Regions from separate parts of the Sus scrofa genome. Here region 2 is linked to region 1. The links are chromatin contacts, called in public HiChIP or PLAC-seq maps. All regions are on one chromosome and are shown on one strand. The core of a region is the stretch at or near the end of the contact, and the rest is flanking DNA. Distances in the headings are between cores, read along the strand shown.

Region 1 (4,811 bases), core at 1,395-3,894:
TGTTCACCTAACATTTTGATTAGAAAAAGTAATATTATTTCTTTTTTAAAAAGAATTATATATATATGCATATATATATATACATTTGCATTATATATATCTGCAGACATATATGTCATTTTGATAGTTAAGACTCCTTGGATAAAAAATAATGGAGGAAATTAATTTGATACTATTTTTAATTTTTTAGAAATTACCATGTGTAACTCTATGAAAAATACCTATCACTTAGGCACATATACAAGCATAGAGAAAGTACAGTCCGTAATGTTTACTGGGGTCATGGCAGGCTGAAGACGCTACACGTGATCTTGATTTTCTTTATTTTTTCCCCAGTTTTCTGGAGTTTTTTCCCCTGAATTTTGTACAATGAAAAGGAATTACTTTTATTCTGATAAGAGTAATAATACTAAATCTGTTTTTGTTCTTTCTGTGTACCTTCCCACCTCAAAAATCCTGGCTAACAATTTGATAGAAAATTCAACTAGGTTCAAACTTATTCAAACTTTAAAAGTCTTAGGATAGATTTTTAAACCTAAGTTTTCTCTATCATCTGTACTGTTTTTAATCTCATTTTTTTGAAAAAAGAATGTCTATCAGTTAACAAACAACTAGATGAAGTAACGTCCTTGGATTAAAAAAAATGCTAAGAATTTGACAGTCCGGCGGTCACCAGACAGTGCTCTGGCAAAGACAGGAATTTCTGAAATTATTCTATATTGCAGAAAAGAGTAAACATCCTAAACATTAAAAGGCACTAGGCACTTCTAAACAATATAATTATGATCACCCAACTTCCTAGAAAAATTATACTTCAGTGTTGGAAATCTGCACTTCACTTATTCATATATTTTATGGTCAACATCTATTTCTGATAAAAAACAGAATCTCAGTAAATGTGCTCCAGTTTATTTAGGCCAGAAAGGCTCACTTAAGGTGAGATGCCTGCCATCCTATTATCCACAATGGGTCAAATTCTCTTTTATCCTCTACGTATAAAATAATCTGCAGCTAGTGTTATTGAAATATGCTCAAATTTAGCCTTCAAATACAAATGTGTCTCATCTGTGTTCTTATCAGAAACCTCACTCAGTTGTAGACAATTGGTTTTTCACTTAAAACTTCTTTTACTAAGATAAATAGCAGATTGTCCCTTTTCTCAGTGCCTAACACTTTGAGGCGATTAGGAAGTCCACGTTAAGCGTTTGTTTGTTTGTTTGTTTAAAGCATCCTTCCTCATCTGTATTTGAGAGTGGTAACCCACTGCAATTTTCTCATTTTCTCTAACGTAAAATATATGTTTATATGTATAAATATACACAAATATTTGTGGCCGGCAACACACTTTAAAGGATTAAACGTGAGGACCGTGACTAAATGTATTCATTCACCCTACAGGATTCAGAAAAATATAACATTGCAGAGAGATCTAGGTCTCTGCGTAAACCTCGTAATCACCAAGAGGCCGTAGCCGGGAGGCTCCGAAGCCCGCCAAATACATTGGAGGCATCCACAGCTGTTTTTAATTGTTTTTGCTTTCTTCAAATAGTGCACTTGGTAGGGTCCCTGGCCCCCAACCGGGGTTAACCCTAACCTGAAAGCCCTATTTAGCTCCTAATTTATCATGATTCCGTTTCCCCACTCCGTAAAACCTAAGGAAAACGAGATTTCCATCGCCGAAAAATTCGCTTAGGAAAAGGGGAAAATTAGGCGTTTCAAAATGCACATTTTTTGTGTTCTCTCCAGATCACATTCAAGAAAAGGGGAAAAAAAGATGTGTCTCTGTAGAAGGGGGCGCAGCTTGACACCCATTTTCTATGGCTCGTCTACCGGCCGCAGAACCCCATTATTGGGGTAACGCCCCCCCCCCAAATGGGCAACGACCCCCTGCTCTTTGAGGAAGAGATCAGGAGAGGTCCACCAGCAGGGCTGCTGGAGAGCGGAGGGGGCGAGTGGGAATGGAAATTGGAGACGGAATTCCAGCGCCTCTGGGCAGGGAGGGGCCCGCGGGGGCGCGGAGAAAAAAGGCCAGGGGTCAAGCCTGGTAAGGGCCGCAAAGGGCCCAGGAAGTGGGGTATGGGGAGTCCTGATGGAGGGGTACCTTGGGGACTCCACAGAAGGGGGGCTGGTGCCCAGAAAAGGCACCTGGGTACCCAAAACCCGGGAGGGGGATGGGGAGGCGAAGGCCTGTTGGCCCCAGGACCTCCCATCGCGCGCACACCACTAACCTGTCAGCAAGAAGGTGCCAGTGGTCGCGGGGCTCATCCTGGGTGTCCCCCGACCCTGTCCCGTCCAAGCACAAGGGTCTCCCAGCTCCCACCACCGGGGCAATTGCTTTCTTGGCCTGGCTAGGCCGGCCGTCCTCGATTCTCCCCTCCCCTCCCTTTCTTCTTTCCTCCCAGCTTGGCCAGTTCAGCATCAGCATCCTGCACCCCCTCCTTAATCCCGTACTCCCTCTAGCGGCGGGCCGGTGTAGCGTGGCCATCGCCCCCACCCCCTTTTCCCCCATCCCCCTATCCCCTCCGCCCCCGCTCCCCCCTCTCCGCCCCCCTAACCCGCGGAGCACGCTGGGATTTGGCGCCCCCCTCCTCGGTTCTGCCTATATAAGGCTCACAGTCGGCACTCCCGGTACACGCGCTTCAACTTCGGTTGGTGTGTGTCGAAGAAACCTGACTACGACCTGAGGAGACCAGCGAAGAGGGACCACCGAGCCTCGCGAAAGGTCCGCTGAGCGGGCTCGCGTCCGGAGCCACTCCGGGCTGCTGAGCACCCAGCGGAGCCCACGCCTGGCGCAGGTGTGGGACCCCGTCCTTCCTGTCTTCGCAGAGGAGTCCTCGCGTGGTGAGTATGCGGTGAGGATGTTTCTTTTTTTTTAAGATCACATTCATTCCCTGTTATTATCAGGAGCTGCGGGAGATAAAGTAGCGCCCGAAAGTCTCCACGCACACCTTGTCACGCCTTCACTGGCTGTGCCCCAAAACTGCTTGGAGAAACCAAGCCTTCAGGGCTTTGATTCCCAGAACCCAAGTCCAGATGCGGGCTGTAGACAGATATGAGCTGCGGACAAACATGAGCTGCAGACGGACATGAGCTACAGACCAATTTGCAAACGTGCCGCAAAGTGGTATGCGCTACAAACTAATTGGCGCTTCAATTCGCTACAAACTGATAAGCGCTTCAAATGCGCTGCAGACTGATGAGCGCTGCAGATGCGCTACAGACTGATAGGCGCTTCAAATGAGCTACAAGCTGATGGGCGCTTCAATGTGCTGCCAACTGATGGGCACTTCATTGCGTGAAAACCAGTATCAACTGCGGTGATATATGAACTGCAGACTAATGAATGATTTGCGCTTTAAATGCGCTACAATATCTGAGCTGCAGAAGATTAGCACTACAAATATGATATTACCACTACAACAGCGCTTCATTGCGCTGTAGGACACAGGAACCACAGAGGTACATGAGCTACGGAACGATTTACACCTAAAATGCGCTACAAAATAGTAACAGCTGCAGAGGTACGCGAGCTGCGCTGTTTTGCGCTACAAAGAAACCAGCTGAAGCGAACATGAGCTGAAGAGTAAGATTACTCTTCTTAGAGGAACCCCACCCTTTGTCTCTAACACACCTTTTGGAATGGCTCCCACTATGTTTTTCTACAGGATGGTTCTCTGCGTGATGGTGCTGTTAGACAAAATGGAGCCCTGGGCAAAAATTAGTGTTTAACATTCTGCCCACACCACTCCTGCTATGGTAGTGAAGTGGAGGGACGCTGACTTGAGCGCAAAAGGGAATCTTTTGGTGGTGGCAGAGCAGGCTGCCTTGCCTAGTAGCGCTTGATTGAAGTGGCAGTGTAGTTGTAGTGGTGGCCCGAACTGGCGTCCAGCAACAGTTTGTGGCTGTTGGTTTGCTTAGTCTTGGAAGGGGAGGAGGTTGGATCTGCGGGTGATTGCTCTTGTTGCATGAAATGAATCTGGCTGTTGGAGGCTGGTGGGAGGGGTTCTGGGAGGGGGGATCCTGGGAGAGGCGTGCAGCCAGTCTCAGACATGCCCCGCCCATTCTAGCGAGCCTTCTCTGCAGTATCTGCTCTGAGCAGGTTTAGCGCCTCCCAGCGCCTACTTAGAGTGCGCCTCCTTTGCAGCGCGCCTTCCCAGAGCGCGCCTTCCCAGAGCGCGCCTTCCCAGAGCGCGCCTTCCCAGAGCGCGCCTTCTAGACCCTGCCTCCCCAGGCCCCGCCTCCCCCTAAGCCTGCCTCCTCTGAGGTAGTTCCCGTAGACCCTGCCTCCCACATGCCCCCCCTTCTTGGGTGGCTCCCCCAAACCCCACCTCTCTCTGAGCCTGCCCTCTTTGCGGTGGCTTACCCAGGCCCCGCCTCTTAAAGCTTGGCCCCTCCCTGAGCCAGCCTCTTCAGAACTGGCCTAGGGCCCCACCTCTCCAGAGCCTGCCTGCGCCTGCGCAGTGTGAGCCGCCCGCCCCCCGCACCACCAACCAATCAGGTCCCCTTCCTTTGCGCCTATGCGCCTTTACTGCCTAGCCTGGCTGCACAGCCCCACCCACCTGCGGGTTCTCCCTGCGTTTCTCCCTGCGCTGGATTTGATTTCTATCCGTTAGTGTCTAACAAAAATAAGAATAACAAATAAGAATAATTGACAGCAATAGCAATACATGGCATTGTATAATCAGTTTTCATATGTGAAATAACATAATCCCACAACCTAAAACTCATCATAGTGGGTTATGAAAGATGCCTCTAAATTGACATGGCTGGTGCCTCCAAAAGCAATCTAGCTAAATATTTTTATTATAAAC
Region 2 (4,811 bases), core at 1,653-4,152, 640 kb after region 1:
AAAAATGTTCTCCATAATTTTTACTTTCATTTTTCAAGATGAATTAAAAAGAAATCCTCCTCACCCCAAATCATGAAATTCAGTCTTGATTTTAAGTAACGTTAATTTTATTACCTTTTCTAGAACTAATTATCCTCTATTAATGTTAAAACTCTTATATCTCTCTCTTTCCTCCACTTGCAATGCTTTTTTTCCTCTTAGCTTTGTCAAAAAGGGATAAAATATATCAATTAATAATGGCTGTATTTCAACTTGAGTCACACATGTGGACATGAAAGAAACAGTGTTTAATTCCCCACCAACCACAACACTAAAGACATTCTAAATAATCAATGACTAATTCTTTATTCATTCATTATTCATTTATTCATTCATGCTGAGCACCGAAGGCATGAGAATGATTTAATTCCTTACTTTATGGAATCTACAATTCTGCGTTATTCTCCGTTACCAAGTTATCGTTATTAATATATTCAGTACAGAAATACATCTTTATCACAAATGTAAGTTGTGGTCATTATAGACGACTTCAGAAAATAAGAAAGAGATGAAGAAATCAGATGAAATCTTAGCACTAGGAGATAAAAGCTGATGATATTTGGGAATTAATGCATTTAATTTTCTTCCTATGTGTGGATTTAGCATACAAATTTATATGTTATATGAATATATACAAATATGTATTTGTACATTATATAACTATATGTATTTTTAGAAGACATTTATACTACATATACTATTTTATAAATATGGATATTTTAAATATAGATATTTTAGATAAAATATCTTGTAGATAAAATATCTTATAGATATTTTGTTTTATTTATTTTTTGAAATATAATAGACAAATATTTAGTGACATGAAGAATTCTACAAAATAAATTGTTATGTAAAAATCAGGTTACCGGAGTTCCCGTCGTGGCTCAGTGGTTAACGAATCCGACTAGGAACCATGAGGTTGCGGGTTCAATCCCTGGCCTTGCTCAGTGGTTTAAGGCGCTGCCTTGAGCTGTGGTGTAGCTCACAGACGCGGCTCGAATCCCGTGTTCCTGTGGCTCTGGCATAGGCCGGTGTCTGTAGTTCCGATTCGACCCCTAGCCTGGGAACCTCCATATGCCGCAGGAGTGGCTCAAGAAAAGGCAAAAAGGAAAAAAAAATCAGATTACAAAATAATGTTTATAGGAATTTTCAGTTATAGATATTTTTAAATGAATATATATCTACCTATGGATATGCCATAATTTATCAAATTCTCTACTGTTGGTCACTTAGATTGCATCCATATTTTTTACTATTATTAACAATGTAATAACCCATCTCTATAATTTTATTCATTTATCTATCCTTTTTTTCTGGCCAGATACTTTATGTTAAGGTTGACGTTTTATCTTCTTGAAGATTTAAAATTAAGAATATTAACAAATATTTTAAACATTAAAAAACCCCAAAACTAATCTACAGTATTAAAGGTCAAGATAATAGTTATCATCGGGATCAGGTGAGTGTTTTGATTAGAAGGTGACATAAGGAAGTTTCAAGTCTACCTGAACTACTCTGTGGTTCTACGTGGGGGTTGGTTACAAGGGCGTATTCACTTTGTAAAAACTGTCATGCTGTACACTTGTCATTTTCTACTTTCTTATATTTATGTTACATAGCAGTGTGTAACAAGTTAAAATATTATATTATGATTTGCATCCACATTTATATCCTTAGGTAAATTCTAAGAAAAGAATACATTATAATTTTAAAATTCATGTTGCTAATTATTCTGCCAAAAGATTGTACCAGTTTTGACTTTCACCAACAATATATAAAATGTGATTTCTTTGTGTTCAAATGAACTCTATCATAATTTTTCTAATTTGTAATGACTTACACATTTAAAAATTGAGTATTTTGGAGTTTCCGTTGTGGCACAGTGGAAATGAACCCGACTAGTATCCATGAAGACACAGGTTTAATCCTGGCCTTGCTCAGTGGGTTAAGGATACAGTGTTACCATGAGCTGTAGTGTAGGTCACAGACGTGGCTAGGATCCGGTGTTGCTATGGCTGTGTGTAGGTTGACACAGCGATAGCTCAGATTCAACCCCTAGCCTGGGAACTTCCATATGTCATGGGTGCAGCCCAAAAAAAAAAAAAAAAGAAAGAAAGAAAGTGTATTTTTCTTTCTTGCTTTTTAAACTTGGAAAGATTTCAAACTTACAGAAAAGATGAAAAATTAATACTATGAACATATATAAATTCCTCATTAAATTTGCTAACTTTTAACTTTTTGCCACATTTGCATCCTCTATTTATGCACACACACACACACACACACACACACACACATATCTATACCTGTGTATAAAATACAAGGTTAGATGTTTTGTCCCTTTAGTCTCTTTTTATCTAAAATAGCACTCTGTACCCTCACCCCACCCCACTTTCTTTCATGACATTCAAATTTTTCATGTGTAAATCACTTAATAACCTTATGTTCATTTTCAAATGTGTATGACCATGCTTGATTTTGCAGGCTCATACTACAGATTATTGTAGGTTTTCAGAAGCACATGTAACAACAACTGTAACAAATTTTCATTTGTGGCTATTGGTTAATCAGAGCAAGACACTGGATATCCAGTTGGGCACACCAGATGTTTTTACTGAGGGGGAAAAAAAAAGCATTAAGATCTTTTAAATCTTACATTATTACTTTGATCATATAAGAAATAATGGTGACATTTTATCCTCTAAAATGTATGGCAAGGGTTTGCCTTCATTTGACATGCAATATTATTCAATGAATTATTATAGAACCAGCTTAAAAGACCTGAGAGTGCAGTGACAGCCAAGAAGGATATTTTGAAGTTTGAAATGATCCCTATATAAATAGAACGGATCAGCATAACTTTGGGATAAAATTAGCTGACAGTTTGTGGACTCTCTAGCATGTGCCTGTTTGCTTGGTGCTGTTCTCCTGATAAATCACAACAAAGCTTCCAGAGGGAGAGAAAGGATGGACGGCCCGGCTGCCCCTGTTACTAAATCTGCAACTGCCAAGTTAGTTAAGAGAAATTTCCTTGAGGCTCTAAAGTCAAATGACTTCGGAAAATTGAAGGCCATTTTAATCCAACGGCAAATAGATGTGGACACAGTTTTTGAAGTTGAAGATGAGAATATGGTTTTGGCATCTTATAAACAAGGTAAACATAGGTATAGTTGTAAAAGTGATAGAAAATGGATTTTTCTTTAAATGCAAACCATTAGTTACCCAATCTAAGCTGGTAGCTCTTATTGTTTCTTTACATATTTAAAAACATTTCTCACGTAATTGTTTCTTTTTTAAACTAGGTGAAATGGGCTTATATATGTATATGTAAACCTCTTTTTCTTTTCTTTCCTTCTCTTTACTTTCTGTATCCTTGTGCCTGGAATTCAAAATCCTGTATAATCATATTTAGTTATGCAAATTTCTTTAATTTCTAACTCTTCTTCCTCCTCAACATAGAGTAAAGAAGACATCTCTAGGTTATGGTTAAACAGAGTGCTAAGATATAATCCAGACAGTATAACTAGGTTGGGTTCTGTTAACATGGCCACTTAAAGATAGATCATCTCTGCGTCCATCTGGAGGAATAAGAGGATTTTTGCCCTTATCTGGAGGATTAATAGATGGGCAGGGGGATACCTTGAAGCAACTTGATGATCCTCATCATTTTAATGAGTTTTCAGTTCAGGCAGGAAAGCCAAAAAGTTAACTTTTTTCCTTGACTGCAATGACAGAACAAAATTGTAGATCTACTTAACACGGAGTCTCTGTCTTATGAAAAACTGTGGATGACACAAATTAGAACTGATTTTTTTTCTTATCAAGGGATTTTCTGGAATCCATGCTTAATAAATCAGAAACAAAATAGAAGTGAGCAGACTCTGATTTCCCAAATCAGCCAGTTAATGGGAGAATTTGAGTAGCGAGGCCATCTGGTAAGCAGACCGCAAACAAACACCATGTTCAACATCACTTCTGTTTAAACAAAATAGATGATAAGGTCTTGTGTACAATGTTGAGCGGGAGATAGCAGTTCTTTTTTCATGGTTTAAATACTTTCCATTTGTGTATAGATCATCAGTGCCATCAATTTTCAGAAATTAATGCTAATGGTATATGTATTTCTACCTTAATTTACTATACTCTGCTTGTCAGTTCCGAAGGAAGGATGAGATCATTGAGGCCAGTTACTTCCTGCATTTATGATTTTTACTTGAGAGTTTTATTATAAATTGGCATTGCTATTTTGACTGGAAGATGAAGAGGTCTGGTTTTTAAAATGTGGTTGATGGAGGCACTGTTAAGAGGAATCTATACTATGTGACTGTTTTCATCTATGAATTTACTCAGTGAAAGACTGAATGCTACATACATTTTTAAGGCATTGTTTAAGCTTATGTTTGTGCCTAGCGTAAAGTAACATAGGTCCAAATCAGCAGGTAATTTATTTGGCCCTGAGTTGTGAAGAATGCCTTTTCTCATCTCTTGGGCTTGCCAAATTGCGATACACGTGAAGGTTCTGAAGTTGTGAGAAAGGAAGTTTTAGTGGCATATTCTGGAGTAAAAGGGTGCTGTTTCTTTTGCTTCTAATGGGGTCATCATCCTGAATCAGAAAATAAAAAGCACTTTAAAATCTTTCTGTCAATATGAGCTCCATGGTCTTCATAGAGCTAAATTTTCATTCATTCTAATGGGTCTTTTCATAGTGTTAGGGCTGTGGGATGTGTTTTCATGGTATTAGGACATTAAATTACACCATCTGGGGCCAGGGG

What was found. HiChIP or PLAC-seq counts read pairs in DNA pulled down with a chosen protein or histone mark.
Region 2: an H3K27ac HiChIP or PLAC-seq map of skeletal muscle shows a contact between it and region 1, with 4 times the contacts expected there. The contact joins the promoter of ASB4 here to the promoter of PEG10 in region 1. A contact is called at or near these places in 2 of 47 Hi-C or Micro-C datasets (embryonic fibroblasts and skeletal muscle) and 1 of 2 datasets of contacts at active chromatin or transcription factors (skeletal muscle).

Annotation. Positions count from the first base shown.
Region 1 is chr9:74,471,477-74,476,287 of Sscrofa11.1, forward strand. PEG10 (paternally expressed 10) reads left to right here and starts at 2,645. Exons shown (of 2, transcript NM_001302463.1): 1 at 2,645-2,841. It overlaps SGCE (sarcoglycan, epsilon), which reads right to left and starts at 2,348. Exons shown (of 11, transcript NM_001144124.1): 1 at 2,229-2,348. The coding sequence starts at 2,265.
Region 2 is chr9:75,107,476-75,112,286 of Sscrofa11.1, forward strand. ASB4 (ankyrin repeat and SOCS box protein 4) reads left to right here and starts at 2,903. Exons shown (of 6, transcript XM_021102414.1): 1 at 2,903-3,193. The coding sequence starts at 3,007.